2 separate regions of the Rattus norvegicus genome follow, and region 1 is linked to region 2. The links are chromatin contacts, called in public Hi-C maps. All regions are on one chromosome and are shown on one strand. The core of a region is the stretch at or near the end of the contact, and the rest is flanking DNA. Distances in the headings are between cores, read along the strand shown.

Region 1 (4,782 bases), core at 797-3,296, 66 kb after region 2:
TCAACTCTTGATCCTCCTGCTCCTCCTGCCTCAACCTCCTAGAGATTTTTAAATCAAAATAATAATAACTTTCAAGGTGTAGTTAAATGATTAAAAAAACAAACTTTTGAAGTCTCCTGGTGTTTTTTGTTGTTGTTGTTTTGTTGGGGTTTTTTTTTTTTGTTGGTTTTTTTTTTTTTTTTTTTTTTTTTTTTTTTTTTTTTTTGGCCTGCCTAGCGTCTGTCTGAGGCGGAGTGCCTATCAAAAATAACATGGCCACTACTGTCTCCTGCTGGGTATCAGAACTCAGTCCGAGGTGGGACTCTTTCTCCCATTTACTAGCTGGGACCCCTGAGGCTCCGCAACTCTCTCAGCCTCATTTCCCCTCTATAGGACGCAAGGCATGCAGAAACGCTGGGCGTCTCGTGGGCAGCAATGCCTTGGGAGCAACTCACCTGGGCTCCCACCCGGGGAAACTTGGTTCAAACAGCGGCCCGGAGCAGGTTGCAGTGCCAAAGCCCCGGCTCCCCTGTACCCACCGGCTGCCCGCCGCGCTTTCCGACCGCTGGGAGAGGGCGACACCTGGCGGGCTCGCCTAGAACTGCTCATGGTCCTCAGTATCGCTGCGCAAATGCCCGCCTGATGTTCACACAGGAACAGCTCCAAGGAACAGAGCGGAAAGATGTCAGGGCACACACCACAGCACACACACACACTCATTGGAACGATGTCAGGGCGACACCACAGCTCACACACACTGGAAAGATGTCAGGGCGCACACCACAGCACACATACACACTCACTGGAACGATGTCAGGGCGCACACCACAGCTCACACACATTCACTCGCACACACGTACACACTCACACATATATACACACACTCACACACATACACACATTACACACCACACACACACACTATTACACCACACATACACACACTCCTCACCACAACACATGCAAACTATACACCACAACACACACACATAACACTACACATATCACACACACACACACACACACACACACACACACACACACACACACACCAGTTAGGGCAGAATTGAGTTCAAATGACTGGGAAGAAGGGCTGAGAAGCTCAAGTGAGGGCCTGATGTCTCCTTCCCCTGCTCACTTCTATTAGGAAATGTCTGAGGTCCACAGGCTTGACAAAGATGGACCCCTGCAAGTGGACAAGGTTGGTCCAATGAAGACATCACACTACAAGAACAGGCCAAGGGCCTGGTCCCATCACAGGCCATGTGGTAGATGGCACGGCATAGGAGATTTTTTACTTGGTGAGCTGAACTTCTGGACAGGAGCGTCTCAAGCCATCCTTGGGTCTGACTTTTCTCTCTGTCTGCTGCTACAATGGCTTGTTGGAGTCGTGGTCCCGAGTCTGCGTTTGAACAGAGGTAGATGACACACAAACAGGAGATGTCGCCATCCCAGGACCAGCCAGCCATACAGCGGGCGTGGGTGCTCTCCTGGGACCCCAGTGCTTCAGAGGCTGAGGCTGAAGGACCAGGAAGGAGTACAAGGACAGCTCCCGTCAACCCTGGAGGGACGGAGTGCTGTCGACAAGCTGTTGGGAATCTGAGGTCTCTTTAGCAAAGCTTCAGCTGGGCTGTACACAGGAGAGGAAGGCAGTTTCCTTTAAAAGCTAAACTCTCGGGCTGAAGAGACCACTCCATAACTAAAACCACTTTTCCTTCTGCCAAGGGACTGGGGTTCAGTTCCCAGCATCCACTTGGCAGCTCACAACCATCTGTAACTGCAGCTCCAGGGTATCTGATTTCCTCCTCTGGTCTCCAAGGGTAACACACACACACACACACACACACACACTCACACACACACTCACACACACACAGTCTAGAAACCAAACTCACTTGGGGCTGGGGAGGTAACTCAGTTGGTAGAAGGCTTGTCCAGGCTAACACGCTCAAAGCCCTAGGTTAGCTGAGGTCCACACTGGCAACACTGAGTCAGGAGACTAGGAGTTCAGCCCCATGTTACCCTTTTAAGAGCATCCAGTGCCGGCCTGAGAGCTTATCTCAAAAATAAATATTTACTTAAGGAAAAGAAAATATGCTTTCAAAAGAAGAACGTGGCCCAGACAGGGCAGCATACGTAGGGAAGGCCGGGATGGGTGGAGAAACTGGACCAGAGTTTTAAGTGTGACCATCGTGACTCCAGGTCGTTGTGGTTCGTGTTGGAATCTGTCAGACCTTGTCCAAATCACAGCATGGACTCTCTGCCTGCCTACCACCTTGTAGCGAGGATTTTCTGTTAAATACTGCCCAGGGCTCTCTCCTGTTAACCTCTTGCATGGCTCCCTTGTGCCCTCAAGGTCAAGTCCATTCTCCTCATCTTGGTCCACAAACCCTACCTTCATCTGGTACAAGCGTTTCTGAGAGAGTCAGAGTCTACAGCCAAAAGCACTCTGAGTCCCCACATGTGGCTTCTTACACAATCAGCAAAATATTAATTAATGTCTACTCTGACCTGATGACAATACCCCAGGGAAGAAGTTTTTAAAAATAAGCGTTGTTGGCTCTAATCTATTACTGTTGATAATGCAGAAGCCCACGTGTGCTTATTACGTTATCCAGCCACACGGCATAGCCCGAGCCAGAGACCAGCCAAGTGGGGCCTCCTGAAGTTGGCAGTCATGGTTAGATTCGATTCTGAAACCATATGGCACGGGGCTCCTCCAGGGGGTGAGGAATGTGTTGTATCCCAGAGTCCAAACTTTGTGCTCTTCTATAATGCCTGGGGGCAGGAGCAGGGGAGATGGCTCAGGCAGTGACTGCCTGAGGGACACGAGAAGCTGAGAACGTGGGTTAAGCATCTACAGCCTAGGAAAGGCCAGGTGAGGAGGCTAGGTCTTGTAGTCCCAGGCCAGGGCGGGTGGAGACAAATGGACGCTATGGCTTTAAGGCCCCAGCCTATCAGAAGTGACAATCTCCTTCGAGAGACCCTGCTTCCAAAAACAAGGTGAGGGAAGGCTGGCAAGATGGTCCCATGGATAAAGACTTTTACCATACAAGTCTGGTACCTAAGCTACGTACCCCAGAACCCACATAATGGTGGAGGAGAGAACAAACTCCACAAAGCTTCCTTCGACATCCACACATGTGCTGTGGCATCCACAGAGACCCCATGACCACGCCTTTCTCTAGACCTCAGGACAGAATTGTTAGAAAGCCCACTGATGGTTGACATTCCCCAGCAGTTCTCGCAACAAGGATTTGCCATGACTAAGGTACGGCTAATGGGATGTGTGTAGAGCCCGGGACCTCAGAACACGTTTATCAGCCTCTGAATCCTTTGAGATACAACCCCCACCATTCCCTTCCCTCCCCAACCCATCCCCCAGTCATCCATCCTGTCTACACAGCTCTGCGCTGTGTCCCGGAGTCTACAAATGAGGTTCTATTCTAATAACTCGGCTCTGAGAACGTTGGTGTACTTGGAAAATTCCGTAACCCTCGCCCAAGGAGATCTCCCATCCCTCTTCTAAACAGGAAGTGGTAGGTGGGTTTGTTTTCCTTTGTCAGTTTAGTCCTGTGGAGAAAAGTCTTAGGGTCATCTAGAGAAAGCCACCAGGCGGGGTCCCCAAGTCTCAGCCGCTTTTCAGAGTCACTGTCTGGCATTACAAGTCCCCAGGGCCCTGCCCAGGCAGACTGGACAGCAGCAGCCACATACGGGCACCTTTGGAAAACAGCTCCTGGGAGTTTAGCCAGTTTTGCAGAACCAGATGGATTCTGGTGAACTGTCATTTTAAAAGCCCTCCCACCAGGCCAGCTGTGCAGCTTTGAGTGGGTTACTTAACCTATCCCTATCAGTACTCGATAAAATAAGGACAACCACAGCGCCTACGTCTGTGGGGAGACTGGCTTATTTCCCACCTTCTCAGGACAGAGAAGATGGGCGAATTTGGGTGACCGTTTGAAAAAGGAGACAAGGACTTCCTGGGGAGCCACTGATCCCCTGTGCTGCATGAGCCCAGATCAGGACGGGATGAGTGGAAGAGGACTGGCGTAGTTCCTCCACACGCACATGAGCATGTGCACAGCGGCGTGTACATAGTTCCTTAACCAGCGTTCTCGAGGCTCCGGCCTACTGGGCCCTCGTAGGAGGATTTGCCCGGTGTGGCTTTCCTAGTTCCGTTTCTGTTACCGAGATAAGGTATCAGAAAGCAACCTGAGGTTCCAAATTACAGCCCATAATATCAGGGCAGTTCCCAGGGCGGGAGCTTGAAGCAGCTAGTCGCATCACAGTCGGGGGCAGAGCAGATGACCGCATGCATGCTGCACGGTTGTTTGCTTGTTTGTGCCCCCGCAGCGGGCTGGGTCTTCCCACGTCGGCGAATGTAATTAACATAGTTAAGGCAGCCCCCACAGACGTGTCCACAGGCCTTCACCATATAGACAGTAAGTACTTCATTCACTGTGGTTCTCTTCCCAGAGGATCGTGGGTTGTGGTACGATACTCTGCTTCATGTGGTGGCTAAATCCTCCGGAGTGCCCAAAGCCTGAAAGTGGGCAAGCAAAGAAAACCCACGAGGAGAGGCTGCAGCCATGCAGACGCTTCGAGGGCAAGGAGGTAGGGTCACCCACGTTCCTGTAAGAAACTCTCACCCATGCTCTGGAAGGAGTCACTCACATTCCTGTAAAAGTCCCTCGCCCCAGCACCCGGCAGTTCACCAAGATAGACTTGGATAGATTGGTTCTTGGTCTGCCCCCCTTACCCTATTAGGGTAGCCCCAATTATCTTCTCCCTAGGGACAGCTTT
Region 2 (4,587 bases), core at 204-2,703:
TCTGCGCAGAGTGGACAGTTTCTCAGCCCAATAGTAGTGCCTGACCTAAAGTCCCAGTGGTGGCCATTGTGGGTCCCCAGTAAGGGCCACTGGGGAGCCAGGGAGTCACTGTAGTCCAGGGCTCGGAAGCTGGAGAGAGGAGGACAAGTGTGTAACTTCCTTACCAGTGTGCCACATGGCCCCAACACAGGACAAAGGGACTGAGTATGTGGCAAAGATTCTCACAGGCCTGTGCAGTTGACAGTGGGACATCAGATGACTGACCTGGGCTTTTGTAGTCAGCTGGGATCGATTAGGAACTCAGAGAAGAGCTGGTGGGGGTGGGACTGGGGGTGGGGGCTCCATATTAGGAAACCTCTCCTCTCGGTTCTGTTAGAATCCATCAGAACAAACCCATTAGTTTATCTTGTTCACTAAGTTCAGCTTTAGTTTTTGGTTTTTGTTTCTTTTTTTTTCTTTTTTTTTTTTTTTTAGACAGTCTCACATTGTAGCCCAGGATAGCCTGGAAGTCTCAGAGATCCTCCCAACTACAGGCAGGAGCCATCATGCCCGACATTTCTACTTTCTGAAAAAGCAAAAAGTTTGGGGCTGGAGAGCTCAGTGGTTAAGAGCACATGTTGCTCTTGCAGAGGACCTGGGTTCCGGTCCCAGCACCCACATGATGGCTCACAATTACCTATAACTCCAGTTCCTGGGGACTCATTTCCTTTCTGGCCTCCACGGACACTGGTGCATGGTACACAGACAGGCACTCAGGTAAAGCACTCAGGCACGTGAAAGAAAAGGAAATAAAAATCTAAAACTTTTTTTTTTCCTTTTTTGAAACAGGGTTTCTCTGTGTAGCCCTGGTAGTCCTAGAACTTGATTTGTAGGCCAGGCTGGCCTCGAACTGGCAGAGATTCACCTGCCTCTGCTTCCCAAGTTAAAAGCATGTACTACCACCCCGCCTGGTAGTCAGAAAAAAAATTAAAAAGCAAAAGTTTTTGTTGGTGTCACACAAGTCCCCTTTCCAAATTGTCTGAGAGCCTGCAGAGGTCCTGAGTCAAGTCCGGTGTCTTTCCTGCCTTGGAACCTAAAGTCCGAGGAACACTTCAGACAGCCCCTGGCCCCGGTGGAGCCGGCTCTGCTCTTCCTTACAAGCAGTCCCAGCTCTACCACTCGGGCCTCAGGCTGATACAGCTGCGTCACCCGGTGTCCCCTGAGCCAGCACAAGTACAAACATGGAGGGCTATGGAGATTGGGGTTCACAGAGACAAGAGAAATGAACCCCCCATGAAAGCACCAGGAGATAAGCCAGCACAGAGAGCGAGCTCAGGATGGGAGTTTGGGGCCATGGGGACGCTGACCCAATCTGTCACTTGTCACGTGGGACCATGACTGTTCTGAAGATCGCTCCTGCATACTGCATACAGGTCCAGGCCCTGTGTTCTCAGTTGTTAGAAATGCTATGGTGCCCCTGATGGCCAAAAAGGAAAGTGCTCCCGTGAACCCCTTTGCAAACCTCCAGCCTCAGGCCAGGCACCGTCAAGGTGAGTGGTGGGACTGGGTCACAGATCCCTGTAGAAGGGACAGATTACTTCCTTCCCTTCTGTGAGGTGCCAGGCAGGCCCTAAACTGGCTGATGTCGGCAAGGCTGCCGCCCACAATAGGAGGAAGTGGGTAGGTGCCCAGGACAGCGCCAGCAGACATGCCCTGGGGCGGCCCAGTCGAGGATGACGTGTGTATCATGCACCGTTGTAGGGAGCCGGGCTGAGTGCAAAGGTCAGGTCAAAGATGCACCGGGGTCAGGGTGGGCGCCAGTGAGGTGCCCTGTCACTAGTTCTCAGGGTCACTCACGGGAGGGGGAGGAGGGAGCAGTGCCCTGCAGAAGACAGGCAGACATCTCAGGAGGTGTGGCTGGGGAGAATGGGGGACGTGGTATCGCTCGCTCGTGTGCGTGTGTGCGTGTGTGCGTGTGTGTGTACACTCAGTCAAAGGCACAGGAGGATCGTTGAGTGTGCCTACATGTTTGGGCATGAGGCCTTATTTGCTGAGGCGTGTTCGTGAGAAACTGGGTGTGTTTGTTTAATTGTGTGTGAATGTGAGTTCAGGTCTGGAGTTCTGGGTGGGAAAGGGAGTGTATGGGGACAGCATGTGTGTCCCTGCCTGGGGGTCTGCGTGTGCAGCTGCTCCTGCCCAGGCATGACCTGGACAGGCAACCAGGTGATTACACCAAACAGCGCCCCATCCAGAAGGGCCCAGGAAGTGGGAGCGGCCAACAGCCTATTGGAGCGCAGGTGACAGATGCTGATACTGGGTTGCCCTAATAACAGTGGCGACCCTGCTACTGTCCCACCAGCAGCTTCTACAAGAACTCAATCCTGGGGCGGTTGGTAGCGACTCTTGATTCAGTGGTAACAGCAATATTCATCCATGCCTTCATGTATTCACACACTCCCTCATTTGTCCACTTGTTCATTCATTTATTCACTCATTCATTTAAACACTTTCATTTGTTCATTCATTCACACACTCATTCGTTCATGCACTCATTCATTTGTTCACTCATGCATTCATTCACACACTTTCATTTGTTCGCTCATTCATTCATTCACACGCTCATTCATTCATGCACTCATTCATTTGTTCACTCACTCATTCATTTGTAACTCATTCATTCGTTCATGCACTCATTCATTTGTCCACCCATTCTTTCATTTTTGCTCTCCCCTCATTCGTGCACTCACTAACACATTCAGTGACTCAAACAGTCCTTTATTCACATTCATCTACGAGCTTACTTACTAGCTTGCTAATTAGCTAATTCACACATTCATTCAATCATTCATTTCTACATGCGTCCGCTAACATTTTTTCTCTTATCCATTCACGAATTCATTTGCCCACTCGCCCATTCACCACTACTTAAAAAGATGGATGCTCTTACATTCTCAGCGGTTCGTGATGCCAGGGCTGCAGCCCAGAGTGAGATGGACAGAAGTCCCTCTGACAGGACACTCACATGCCGCAGGGCCCTCGTGGGACCTCAGCATGGCACAGGGTTGTCTGGTGGTAAAGTCAAAGGGGAGCTGAGAACAGCAGGTGGGTCTCTGCGCTCATGAGGACTGGGCAGCCATGATTGTAACGTGACACCAACACTTAAGCAAAGGCTGAAGGTGTTAGGGAGCCAAGTGTATCCTAGGGAGAGTATCCTAGCCAAGATCAAAGCAAGCGCAAAGGTCCTGTGGTGAGCCCAGGTTTGTAGTTCAAGAAGAAACAAGTCCAGTGCAGAAGAGGAAGTAAATGGTGTGGCTGGGAGGACTGGACACATGATATTGAGGATTTGAAGACCCACAGTAACTGAGGTGCGGAGGGTGAGGCTGGAGGGGCAGGGGGGTTCTTTGGTTCACCTGCTAGGCAAAGCAGCTGCGTCACTCTACAGCTGTGTCCCAGCCACCCGCCAAGAATCTGGCTTCTTGGCAACTCTCAGCAAAGCCCCAGCAGAGCCAGGCTGGCTGTGGGAGCTTCTTGGCCTTTAGGGTCCTTCAGGGTCCCCCTGTCCTGAAGAGATAGGAGGAGGAGGGTGCTGCCCCAGTGAAGGGATCCTTACAGTCGAGGCTCCACAGACCTCGTGTGCGGCCCTAGATAACAATGAAGCTTCTCCCTCCTCCCGTTTATGAGCTGCGAAGGAGCTTGTCCGCTTGCACAATCGCCCCTTAATTGCCGTTTCCTCTCGGTTATGTCATGGATCGGCCACTCACGTTATTAAACTTCCCGGCCTTATCGTCTGGAGCAAGGCCAGCTGCCGGCCTGACCTAGTTTCTCACCCGGTTTCAAAGCCCTCCCTTGGCCTTAGGACTTTTCCTAAGGAGAGGGCTCTGCCCAGCTCCACTGCTAAAAATAAATCAGACCAAGGAGGGGGGCTTTTAAGGGCCCCACGGAAGTCCAGAGGCCAGAGCCAGTGGCCCTGGGGTGATGACTGCACCCTCCCAACCTAGAGGCTTCCTCTGGAAGCCTGTCTTGTCCTGGAGACCCAGGGTTCCCACACAGACAGGCTGTGGCATAAGGGAAACCCAGCTCCCTCCTTTTTTGCTTGTGGGTACAGAGATTGACTTTGAAGAAGAGGAACCCAGGTCTGAAGTGAAGCCTGTCTTTGCCTCTGGCCACTTGTACATCCATCCATTCATCCATCCATCCATCCATCCATCCATCCATCCATCCATCCATCCATCCATCTATCCATCCATCCACTCACCCACTGACTCTGCCCAGTGCTGGGGCATTGGCATATCTGAGATGGCCATGGCCCATTCCCACCCATGTGGAAACTGGTGGCAAAAAGACTGTGAAGTGAGAGCAGTAAAACTGGCCCCATGGCCAGGAAGCCGAACTAAGAGTCCGCACACCTGAGTCCCACACAGCGAGAGGAACCAAGTTCAGCATGCAAACCAGGAGGCTACCAGCGGGTAGAAAGAAGGGAGATGCTGGCTCCCTGATTCCTTCGTGACGAGCTGCTACCTGGGTAAGGTCTGCCCACTGTTTGCTTGGGCACCGAGGTTACTGAGTCTAGTCCTGAGCCTCTTGGAAAGCAAGAGAATCAGAGAAGTA

What was found. Hi-C and Micro-C count contacts between places; a contact is called where the count stands out from the background.
Region 1: a contact with region 2 is called in a Hi-C map of hepatocytes, with 2.7 times the contacts expected there. The contact joins two enhancer-like sites. A contact is called at or near these places in 9 of 12 Hi-C or Micro-C datasets (frontal cortex, hepatocytes, kidney and 4 more).

The regions. Positions count from the first base shown.
Region 1 is chr3:177,023,190-177,027,971 of GRCr8, forward strand. No RefSeq gene overlaps it. Among named protein-coding and RNA genes, the nearest start is that of Ptpn1, 32 kb to the right of the region's middle. Within about 2 kb of position 2,047, at least 4 of the 93 cell types and tissues checked have an H3K27ac peak or open chromatin away from gene starts, as enhancers often do. A contact at or near this core is called in hepatocytes, where this site is marked.
Region 2 is chr3:176,957,623-176,962,209 of GRCr8, forward strand. No RefSeq gene overlaps it. Among named protein-coding and RNA genes, the nearest start is that of Ptpn1, 98 kb to the right of the region's middle. Within about 2 kb of position 1,454, at least 19 of the 93 cell types and tissues checked have an H3K27ac peak or open chromatin away from gene starts, as enhancers often do. A contact at or near this core is called in hepatocytes, where this site is marked.